Linked DNA regions of Mus musculus: all the other regions are linked to region 3. Evidence: chromatin contacts called from public Hi-C, HiChIP or PLAC-seq and promoter capture Hi-C data. All regions are on one chromosome and are shown on one strand. Each heading gives the region's core, a stretch centred on a gene start, on an enhancer-like site or on the middle of the called end of the contact. The rest is flanking DNA. Distances are from core to core; before and after follow the strand shown.

Region 1 (2,700 bases), core at 113-2,612, 480 kb after region 3:
CCCGGTGAGGACCCAGGATTGATAATGTAACGGAAGCCAGAGCTTCCAATGACTCATTGCAATGAACATTGGCAAGCAAAGAAGTGTGGACAAAGGGTGTACTGTGTAACACACAGTGATACTGCGGCTTCCACAATTAGATTTTTTTATTTTTTTAACTTTATTTAATTTTTGTTTTTATTTATGGGAGAGGTTGCAAGGGCAGAGAGTGGATATGGAGGGATGGGAGATGAGTGGGATTGGGGTGCATGATGGGAAATTCACAAAGAAGCATTTAATAAAAAATGACTTTCATAGGTCAAATTAACAGATGGCAGAGCAATGAGAACAAGAAAAGCTGTTCCCTTATAGGAGACCCCTGTCATTGACCTGGAAGGGATATTAAGCCATGCATCCAATCTCAGGAGACTATGTCGAGTCTATGAGATATCTGACAGAAAGTGATGGCAGAGACACAAGGCTGTTGCTGATGGCGCTGTCCACTTCTGAACATTACTGAGATTCCCCAGACCCCGTAATTAGAAAACCTGTGTTTGACACTGGGATCTCTTAAGTTTTCTTACTAATTGTCTTCCCCTTCCTTCCTCCCTCCCTCCCTCCCTCCCTCCCTCCCTCCCTCCCTCCCTCCCTCCCTCCCTCCCTCCCTCTTCCATTCCCCCCCTCCACTTCAACTAGGTCTCACTGTGAAGCCAACACTGGCCCACATTAGGCCCACCTCTGTCTCCTGAGCAGCCACGTTCAGTGTGTGCCAGGCTGGGTTAGACTTGTTTAGACTAAAGGTCTGCTGCCAGAGAAACAGTGACTGAAGGAACTTGGTGGCAGCTATTTCTGTAAGCTGAGATAAACACTGGCTTGGTTTCATATTAGTTCTCACAAACATGCAGTTTTTCTCAAATCTAGACCTTTCTCATTTACTCAGTTTATCCCGGCAGCTATCTTTTGGAGGCAATTAAGGTCCTTCAATTTAGGAAAGTGAAGGCCATGCCACAGGGTAGTAGAATGCTATTGCTAAAAACAGAACTGCATCATCAAGCCCTTGGGAAATACTGGGTAGCATGTGGGGCTATTCTGGGCAGGGATATACCAGGGCCTGTCCTTGGGAGTTTGCTGGCTGAGTCAGAAGTGCAGAAATCTCAAATAAGATCCATTCCATGATTTTCGACCCAGCGGATGTTGTTAAATGCTGATTCCAATGGAAATCTCAGAATGCGGGGGTTCTAGCTAGTCTGGGATACATGGTGAGACCCTTTTAAAAAGCATTTAGTAATAAAAGCAGATTCTGGGTAGCAGGTATGGGCTGAGGCTTAAAGACATGCACCTCAGGCAGCTGAGCAGGTGGTGACTACACTGTTCCTCATGGTGTCCTGAGGGTGACTCTTAGCTTATAGGTGTTTCATCTCCTGGCTCAACTGTATCCGACCAATTCATTAGTGCTTGTTTTTCCCATGGTGACTCAACTAGTCATGTTGCTTTCAACATTTGCGGGGTTCATACATACCCTGGCAATCCTTGTTAAGACTGTTTAACCAGGCCCCTGGTTGAGGGATGGGGTCACTTGCCCATCTCAAAAACATTAACCCAGAATTGCTCCTGTCTAAAGGAAATGCAGGGTCAAAGAGTGCAGTAGAGACTGTAGGAAAGGCCATCCAGAGACTGCCCCACCTAGGGCTCCATCCCATCTACAGACACCAAACCCAGACACTATTGTCGATGCCAAGAAGCACTTGCTGGCAGGAGCCTGATATGGCTGTTTCCTAAGAGGCTCTGCCAGAGCCTGACCAATACAGATGCAGATGCTCACAGCCATCCATTGGACTGAGCATGGGGACCCCGATGGAGGAGTTAGGGGAAGGACTGAAGGAGTTGAAGGGGTTTGCAACTCCATAGGAAGATCAACAATATCAACCAACCAGACCCTCACCCCCAGAGTTCCCAGAGGCTAAACCACCAACTAAAGAGTACACATGGGGTACTCATGGCTCCAGCTGGATATGTAACAGAGGGCTGCTTTATCTGGCATCCATGGGAAGGGAGGCCCTTGGTCCTGTGGAGGCTCGATGCACCAGCATAGTTGGAAAATGCTAGGACGGTGAGGTGGGAGTGGGTAGGTGTTTGGGGGAGCACCCTCATAGAAGCAGGGGGGGAGGGAGGATGGGATAGGGGGTTTGTGGAGGGTAAACTGGGGAGGGGGATAACATTTGAAATGTAAATAGATAAAATAACCAATAATAGTTTAAAAACTGTTTAACCAGACCATAGTGTACTTGATATGGATACATGGTGTGTTTAGATCTTACTGGATTGGATGGATGCTTTACATTTTTCTACGTAAACACAGTAATGTAAATTGAAGGCAGTCCAACAAACGTGTGTAATACACACATGTACATGGAGGACATTTTTCATGTCACGTGGCATACCCAGGTGGGATGTCAGGGCTAGTACCGCGCTCTGGCCTTGCCAAGGTCTGCTTCCTCTATTAGGCCTTTAAGGATATGGAGCTACCTAGAGAAGGGGTTTTTAATAAGGTATCATTGACTGAGAATGGCCCCATAGGCTCATATACTTGAATGCTTGGACCCTAGTTAGTAGAACAGTTTGGGAAGGATTAGGATTCATGGAGAAGGTGTGTCACTGGGGTGCACTCTCAGATTTCAAAAGCCTACACCAAGCTTAGAGTCTCTGTCTGTCTGCAACCTT
Region 2 (2,700 bases), core at 139-2,638, 340 kb before region 3:
ACACGTGACTGACTCATTTCACCTATAAACCTAACAGCCTCCGTGGACAGCTAGATCCTCCAAACCTCATCCTTGCTATCTAACTGGAAGTCATCCCTTAATCCTCAATGTCTTCAGGTTCTCCAGAGTGGGACCCTTTTGTTCTGCTCTGTGAGTGGAGAACATCAGAGTCTTTTTTAGACTCCAAGTGTCACTGTCAACAGTGACCAGCCAGCATGGGAAATAATTCTTGGGTTGTTAAGGGAGCTTTAAAAAATAAAGAGGCTCTGCATGTGCTCCTCACTAGTGGTAGGTGTGTGCTGTGCCATCTGTGTTCCATGGAAATGGGATGGCAGGCTGCCTTTCAGATGCCAAGAGATCTGACGGAAGATCCAAAGTGATAAGAGAGCAGAGAAAACTCTTTCCTCATGGGCATCTCTAAAGGAAGAAAGGATCCAGAAAGCCAAGGGGGTTGGGGAAATGTCCTATTTAACTTACTGGGCATTTTACTATTGCTACCACCTCCTTCTTCATATGTTGTACAGGACGACAGAGCCTCGTCTGCCAGCCTGAGTCACTTAGACAGAGCTGTGGTGAACCTGTTTTTCTCTGAACTGCTTGCCAGTACGACTCCAAGTCTCAAGGGGGGTCCAAGAAGAGTGTAGCTAGGAGCTCTGGAGGCAATGAGAGTTGTAATTCTAGCGGAGTCATCAGAATGTAGAGTATGTGAGTGTGTCAAGGGATGAAATCTGGAAGCAAAGAGAAACTCATTCAGCATCAAGCTTGCAGTCGGTAACAAGTGGATAGTTTTCAATGTCTAAGTGACCAGCTAACGTGGGTATTTGTCCTTTGGTTCTGGAGTGGATGGGGAGGGGGGCAGGAGGATGAAAGCTTTCTAACCAACAGCTCAGGAACTTGAAACCACAGGATGTAGAGCGAGCTCATGGGGCTTTTACCCAGACATCTGTTGAGTGATGGATACAGCTAAATATGGATCATCAAAGGGCTTTCTGGGTCACACGGAGGGCAGCTTTGTGATTCAGAAAATATGAAATTCAGCGTGTGCAGAAGGGCATAAATACTTGTGATCTACTTCTTGGAGATCGAATTGGAAATGATAGAGGGCAAAAGACAACGGAGAGGTAAATTCACAATGCAGGGAGAGATCAGTAGACTAAAATACAGATTCGACGTGAAGAGGGAAAGATAACGCAGAGGTAAACTTACAAAGCGGGAAGAGATCAGTAGACTAAAATACAGATTCATGATACAAAGAGAGAAAGAACTAGACTTTTCAGACAATCGGCCTGGGTAATGTCTCCAAAACTGGAGGGACGGACTGAAGTCCTGAAGCTAGGGAGGGAGGGATGGAGAGAGGGTCGGTTGATAGAAGTGTCTAGGTATTCATGAAATTGTTACTAGACAACCTTTTCTATTTAGTCCAAAGTCTATTCCTTGTGAACTTCCTGAGGCCCTTACAAGGTGAGTCTATCTCTTGACAATGAGGAAACTAGGAGCAGCAAATGTCACAGTAGTAAGTCCAGGACTCCAATTTCTCAGAAACTACCCTCAAAACCTGCTGACTGCACCACTGAGAGCTCCTTAGGGCTTCTCTGTGATGGTGACTCACTACCCCACATCAGCTCTGTGTGTTGCATCCTTCCTTTCTGACGTGAACACATGACCCTCTCTCCTTCCTCTTCTGTAGATCTAGAGTATGTGGGCACAGGACAGTCTGGGCAGGAGAGCCCACACTCACCTTCTCCTCCTCCCTCTTAGGCCCATCCTCCTAGGCACCTGTGGACTTTGTGCTAAGAATCTAATCCAGGAAAGGAAACAGCCAAGAATGGTAAGGAACTCAACCAGATCAGAGTGCTCATGCCACACTGAAGGTCAGTATAAAAGATGCAGAGACCGAGGTAAAGACAAAGACAGGAGAAACAAGGAGATCAATAGTTCTGGAGATCAATAATTAAAAGAACAGAGAATCAAAGTGTCATTTTAAAAACCTATTGGGGGTGCTGGAGAGATGCCTCCGTGGTTAAGAGCACTGACTGCTCTTCCAGAGGTCCTGAGTTCAAATCCCAGCAACCACATGGTGGCTCATAACCATCTGTAAAGGGATCTGGTGTTTCTGAAGACAGCTACAGTGTACTAATACAAATAAAATAAAATAATTAAAAAAAAAACCTATTGGGTAAATCATAATTTAGATGATGGACGAGACGGAGCATTTTCCTTTCTGTAACATAAAATTATTTTTAAAATGGAATTTTAGGAAGAATTACAAGGTGAAAGATAACTAAAGATGGAACTTCTTTTTACCTTTGACAGCAGAAGAGAAAGGAATTTTACAACTCTGCCATGTAAGTGGGGATCAATAAAGGTCCATGAAGCCCACGCTTTCTGTTGTAGAAGCACACAGAAGCACTGTTAATAAGAACTGAACTTGCTTTGCTTTCCTCTTTTTTGTTTCCTTTTTGAAAGAAAATAATAGATGATAGATATGATAGATAAATTGATAGATGATAGATGGATGATAGAGAGATGATAGATAAATTATAGAAGATAGAGATAGATAGATACATAGATACATAGCTAGATACATAGATGCATACATAGATACATAGATAGATACATAGATACACAGATGCATACATAGATACATAGATAGATACATAGATACATAGATGCATAGATACATACATAGATACATAGATA
Region 3 (2,700 bases), core at 44-2,543:
AAAATATAGGAAGGTCATGGAAGGGGGACTGTGTAAGGAGAGAGAAGGGTCTAACTGGAGGGGAGAGCCAGGGACAAGAAAGGGGAGAGGAATAAGAGTGTGTGTGTGTGTGTGAGAGAGAGAGAGAGAGAGAGAGAGAGTGTGAAAGAGAGGACTGTCTGATGGGAGAAGAGGAGCCATCAGTAGATAAAAGGAGAACAGTGGCAGAGCAGATCTGATTAGCCACACAGACGAATTATTTTGATGTTTATTGCTATTTAAATTGCACTTGATAAGAGCTCCTATTTGATAGTAGCTGAAAATGTGGGCCCCATTGCAGTGGTCAACAGCTGTGGACAGTAAGTTCGTTACCCAACTATAAGAAACTGCATCTTCCTTTCCTTTCCTTTCCTTTCCTTTCCTTTCCTTTCCTTTCCTTTCCTTTCCTTTCCTTTCCTTTCCTTTCCTTGCCTGCATCTTTCTTCCTTCCTTCCTGCATCTTTCTTCCTTCCTTCCTTCCTTCCTTCCTTCCTTCCTTCCTTCCTTCCTTTTAAGATTTATTTATTTTATGTAAATGAGTACACTCTTACTCTTTTCAGACACACCAGAAGAAGGCATCAGATCCCATTACAGATGGCTGTGAGCCACCATGTGATTGCTGGGAATTGAACTCAGGACTTCTGGAAGAGAAGTTGGTGCTCTTAACCGCTGAGTCATCTCTCCAGCCCCCAAAATGCACATTTTCTCCATGTGTCTCTGCCTTTGGTTTGGGGGAAGAAGTGGAGCAAGCAGGTGATGTTTTTACAGAACTGAAGCTCATGTATCTGTACCCATTACGGTTGCTCCTTACAAAGAGCCTGCCTTTAGGAATAGTCTGCATTTAGGCTCACAGCGTCACTTCCTGATGGACAGGAATTTCACCCAAGAGATCTGTTACCATTGTAGTCTCATCTGTCTAGAAATCTAGAACCAGCATGTTTTCTGTTCTCGGGTTCCACAGGACTTCTATAGTCAACAAGTTTAAGTTAAGGGTGAAATCAGGATCTGGCCGTGAACTTGTTGTTGAAGCCCCGACTGTGGGAAGCGTGGCTCAGCTTCCCCAGTCTCCCAGCCCTGCTCCATGCTTCCTTGCTTTTGGAAGCATCTTCTCCATGGGTCCCTATCCTTCAGGCACCCACAGTGAGGAGGGCATGGTGCATCATATCATACATCAGCATCTAGGACACTGACAAGAGGGCAGAGAGAACAGGAAGGAAGCGAGTGGTCAGAGCCCGAGCAGGGAGGGGGCCTGTGCGCCTCGCCATGCTCACGTGCTCACGCCTCGCCGCGCCTCGCCTCACCATGCCTCGCCTGCTCCTCTGCTGACCTGCGCTCGCTGCTTCTCACTGGTGTCCACAGCAAGCCCCTCTCCCACTGCTGCCACGTAAACTTGAGCTTACCGGTCCAAAGAATATGTGTCTCAATTTTATTTTGTGTGTATCCCTTGTATCACTAAATAGATAGCTAAATGGGGGAAGCGTGTGTGTTTAGAGCAGAAGTTAGAGCAAATCACTGCTTTGGCAGCTTTGGGCCAAAAAAAGAAACTAAAACTCTCTAAGTGTGCTTTCTATTCTGAGGCCGCCACAAGATGTTTTGTGCTGCAGTTGATTCCTCGGTCATGAGAAGTCGTAGGAGGGGCTCAGCATGACGCTATCTCTCAAAAAAATATTAATTTGGACTTGAGTTTAAAATTAGCAAGGGGAAGGAGGGGGAAGAAATAAATCATTGGACTCAAGTGATCCGGAAGCCAAAGAGTAGACACCTCATGGTGGGAGGGGAGACATACATAGATAGTTCCTGCCAGTACAGCCACACCGTCTCCGGGTAGCACTGTGAGACCTGTCAAGTAGAACCCTCAGTGAGTTGTAACCCAGGTCACCCCTCGTGTAGGCTGGAACCTGAGTCAGTAAGGCTTGTGACTAATGGCTTGTCATGTCAGCTGCTTTATCGTAACATAATGACACACAGGAGAGGCGGTCACTACCTATTTTTAGGGATCTTCCTTCTGGGAATCATGGTGAACGTGGTCTGCAGAAAACCACTTCCGGGCCTGTGTTGTAGACCTCCCAAGACAGAGCCACCTCCTGGCGAACTATGGGTGCTCCGAGATCACACCCTCCACATACTTGAGATCTGAATTGTTCAAGAGTTACAGGTATTTATATACCTGAATGAAATAACCAGGTCCTAGCTATGAACCCAGCAGCAGAAGTTGCTACAGATGTGAATGGAGACCTCACATGGTTGTTCCATTTTCTGAAAGTCTACTTTGTCCCTGGGGTGTGCAGTAAGTCAGGCACTGGAGCTGAGGCCCTGCTTAGAGTCCTTACCGCTTAGAGGCCTCTCTTAGCTCCCTACATTGAGAGAAGACAGAAGCCTGCCAAAACACCAAGGATGATATTTAAATGATTGAGGCTTTTCCTGCTAATAACTTGTCTATGTTACATTTTTCAGTCTGTTTCAATTGCTTGATCAATAGGATTTTTTTTTTTTTTTTCTTTAAGACTGATAGCCTAGGTTCATGTAGTGGGCAGGTCTCAAGGGAAGCAAGCAGGGTGTCCACAAGCCACTCAGAGCTGCTCAGTGAATACAGCTTAGCCTCTGGCCCTTGTTACTGCTTGAGCGCCGCCTCCTTTGGGATAACTCCAGACCCACCCCCTCCTGATTGCTTACTCTGTAGTC
Region 4 (2,700 bases), core at 95-2,594, 300 kb after region 3:
TTCCAGTCCTTTTCTGTCTCTAAAACTTGTGCTCAGATCCTCAGAATATGTGTTCTATGTCATGGAATGAAGTGTCCAGACTCTTAACTGTGACTGTGCTTTGTCAGGCATGACATCGCACTAACTGCTGGCTGTCTTGACGACCAGCTGTCTTTCTTGCTCAGGTTCTCAGTGGTCCTACTGCCTCCAGTTTACTGACGAACAATGGATGGGGTACTAACTCCACAAGCACAGGCAACTCTGATCTTTCAAATAAAGGTAAGATTAACAAAGGAATAATTGGGACAGAGAAGAAAAAAAATAGGTAATCAAATCATCTTCTCTCCAAGGTTTTTTATCTCTATGTCTACTCACCTATTCTCAGCTTCTTGGTTAAAAATAAAATAAAATTTGAAATTCAAAATGTGTAATTGTTTCCTAAAATCCTTGCAGTCTTCAGCGGTAGACATATTTTATGTCAGTGAGCTGGCCAATGGCTGGTAACCTTAGGAAACCCAATGGGAGCCCAGCACCACCAAGACTGAGGGGCAGCATCAGATGCTGGGTGGACACGGGGACCTAAGAGTTAAATAAAGCAACATGGCAGTTAATCAGCTGGGTAATGAAGCGCTCACAAAAGCCCAAAGGAGCATCTGGCAGCTCAGCCACGGCCATTCCTGGAGAGCAGAGCCCTCACCCATCTCACGTGCCCTGCTCTGTCCCTCTCCATCGTTTCCTGCTAATTCCCTTTACGGTCAGCCATCCATAGGTAAGTTCCTGGTTCTGTGTGAACCCTAGCAAACCTAATGGATCCGAGGAGGGATCTGTGGCAATGACAAGCTGCAGCTGCTCGGCTGAGCAATCTGGAGCTGGCAGCTGTATCTGAAATATATGATGCTGGTCTCTATGAGCTGAGACCGCAGACACTTTCACACGGATGTAAAAAGCATTTTATTTCCCCTGATACGTGTCCTTTTCCAGGGCCAGCCCAGCTATGCTCACCTGAGTCATACCCAATTTATAGTGTAACACACATCTGAAGGGCTCACTTTCTTGTAGGACTGCATATTTGGATGCCATAGAGCTCCACAGGCAGCCAGGCACCTGACATGTAGCTGAGTGTACACTTCCCAGCACGGCTGGAAATGTAAAATACATAGTTTCTTCCTTGTGGGGAGAAGGGAAAAGAAGAAAGTATGTCTAACTTCCCGTCTTTTCAGAAGCTTTAAGTGACTGTTTCTATCAAGCCTGACTTGGAAGTGCTGAGATAATGTGGGATTTTTGGATGCCTGGATAGTGCTGAGTATGCAGTACCAAGAATAGACACCAGAGGGAGGAAGAAGCCCTTACAAGTTCCTGGAAAAGTGTTCCAATTATGGAATTACATAAACCCACAGTCCAGAGACCACGCACCCATAAAAGACTTGAGAGGTTCAACTATCTCGGCTGATGGGTGAATATCCACTCTGTATGAATCTAGTCCGTAAATGACTGGGAGAAGAGGCTGCAGGTCTATTCTCTTGGTACGTCTAACAGGAAACAAATACGAGGAACTGTCACAGGAAGCACAGAAATGAAACCTACCCAGACATGGCAGCTCCCTTGTGTAAACTCAACAAGTGGGCAAGCTCAGGCAGGACTGCCATAAGCACGAAGCCAGCCTGGTCTACAGAGTAAGACTTTGTGCAAACCAAAACTAACAACGAAACAAACAATCCGGGTATACACCAAAGCTGAAGAATTCAGAGAAAGAACAGAAAGAAATTGTATTAAAGAAACTGAAGGCACTGTAAGACACAACACAAATAGCCAGTGAAATCACAGAAGTAATACAGGAACAAGAGAATACCAACAGGGTGTCAGAAATCACATAAAAGAACCAAAGGAAAAAAATACACAACTGGAGAACTCAGTAACTGAGCTGAAAAACTCAATGGGTTTTCAACATTACATTTGATCAAATAACTCAGTAAACTCGAAGACAGACGATTTAAGATCATGAAGTAGAAGGGACAGAAGGAAACGTGACAGTCGAGGGCCTGAGACACTGTTAAGATGGCCAACACACACAGAGTTACAGTGTAAGAGAGGGACAGTGTAAGGTGGCAGACATCGCTCACGTCCCCAGTCCTGCTGACTGAGTGAAGGGAAGCAGGCCTCTACATCCTCATTACCTCTCTATTTACCGCGTATGAAGAGGTATGTATGTGCTATGATACACATGTGACAATATTACAGAACAACTCTCCTCCACCTAGGTTCTGGGGACTGATTGCGTTATAAGGCTTTGCAGCCAGAACCTTTACCCACTGAGCTATCTCGCCGCCCCTGCATATCTAAATTTAATGAGGTCAAAGTGTTCTGACTAATGAGCCCAAAGAAGTCCACAGAAAGAAATATAACTGAACTGTCAAAAGTCAAAGAAAAACTTGTGTCAAGAGAAAATCAATCTGTCACATACACAAGAGCTCCTAAACATGGTCAGTGGATTTCCCTGCAGAAGCTTTATAGACCAGAGGCACCGGAAAGATGAACCCAAAAGCGCTATAGCAAGCAGAACCTTCCTAGATAAAGCCTACACACGGTGGGGGAAGGGAGGCTAAGGGGTTATACAGTAGGCTAACCTAGACTTCACTAAGAAAGTGACTTGAGTCAAGGCCTGAAAGAGTAAAGGAAGTGGCATGTGGAATGAGGGAGGGACATCCCAAGAACAGGAAACAA

Evidence for each region. Hi-C and Micro-C count contacts between places; a contact is called where the count stands out from the background. HiChIP or PLAC-seq counts read pairs in DNA pulled down with a chosen protein or histone mark. Capture Hi-C pulls out chosen DNA fragments and counts their contacts.
Region 1: an H3K27ac HiChIP or PLAC-seq map of microglia shows a contact between it and region 3, with 5 times the contacts expected there. The contact joins two enhancer-like sites. A contact is called at or near these places in 1 of 484 Hi-C or Micro-C datasets (embryonic stem cells) and 1 of 115 datasets of contacts at active chromatin or transcription factors (microglia).
Region 2: a contact with region 3 is called in a Hi-C map of bone marrow-derived macrophages, with 5 times the contacts expected there. The contact joins two enhancer-like sites. A contact is called at or near these places in 1 of 484 Hi-C or Micro-C datasets (bone marrow-derived macrophages), 1 of 115 datasets of contacts at active chromatin or transcription factors (CD8 T cells) and 1 of 9 other capture datasets (adipose tissue).
Region 4: a promoter capture Hi-C map of adipose tissue shows a contact between it and region 3. The contact joins two enhancer-like sites. A contact is called at or near these places in 1 of 484 Hi-C or Micro-C datasets (pro-B cells), 5 of 115 datasets of contacts at active chromatin or transcription factors (bone marrow-derived macrophages, differentiating embryonic stem cells, embryonic stem cells and 1 more) and 3 of 9 other capture datasets (adipose tissue, embryonic stem cells and liver).

The regions. Positions count from the first base shown.
Region 1 is chr16:21,634,698-21,637,397 of GRCm38.p6, reverse strand. All of the region lies in intron 45 of Vps8 (VPS8 CORVET complex subunit), which reads right to left. Among named protein-coding and RNA genes, the nearest start is that of 2510009E07Rik, 59 kb to the left of the region's middle. Within about 2 kb of position 1,362, at least 38 of the 459 cell types and tissues checked have an H3K27ac peak or open chromatin away from gene starts, as enhancers often do. A contact at or near this core is called in microglia, where this site is marked.
Region 2 is chr16:22,460,084-22,462,783 of GRCm38.p6, reverse strand. No RefSeq gene overlaps it. Among named protein-coding and RNA genes, the nearest start is that of Etv5, 22 kb to the right of the region's middle. Within about 2 kb of position 1,388, at least 25 of the 459 cell types and tissues checked have an H3K27ac peak or open chromatin away from gene starts, as enhancers often do. A contact at or near this core is called in CD8 T cells and bone marrow-derived macrophages, where this site is marked.
Region 3 is chr16:22,118,299-22,120,998 of GRCm38.p6, reverse strand. All of the region lies in intron 2 of Igf2bp2 (insulin-like growth factor 2 mRNA binding protein 2), which reads left to right. Among named protein-coding and RNA genes, the nearest start is that of Igf2bp2, 44 kb to the left of the region's middle. Within about 2 kb of position 1,293, at least 116 of the 459 cell types and tissues checked have an H3K27ac peak or open chromatin away from gene starts, as enhancers often do. A contact at or near this core is called in CD8 T cells, adipose tissue, bone marrow-derived macrophages and 1 more, where this site is marked.
Region 4 is chr16:21,813,780-21,816,479 of GRCm38.p6, reverse strand. No RefSeq gene overlaps it. Among named protein-coding and RNA genes, the nearest start is that of 1300002E11Rik, 21 kb to the right of the region's middle. Within about 2 kb of position 1,344, at least 65 of the 459 cell types and tissues checked have an H3K27ac peak or open chromatin away from gene starts, as enhancers often do. A contact at or near this core is called in adipose tissue and bone marrow-derived macrophages, where this site is marked.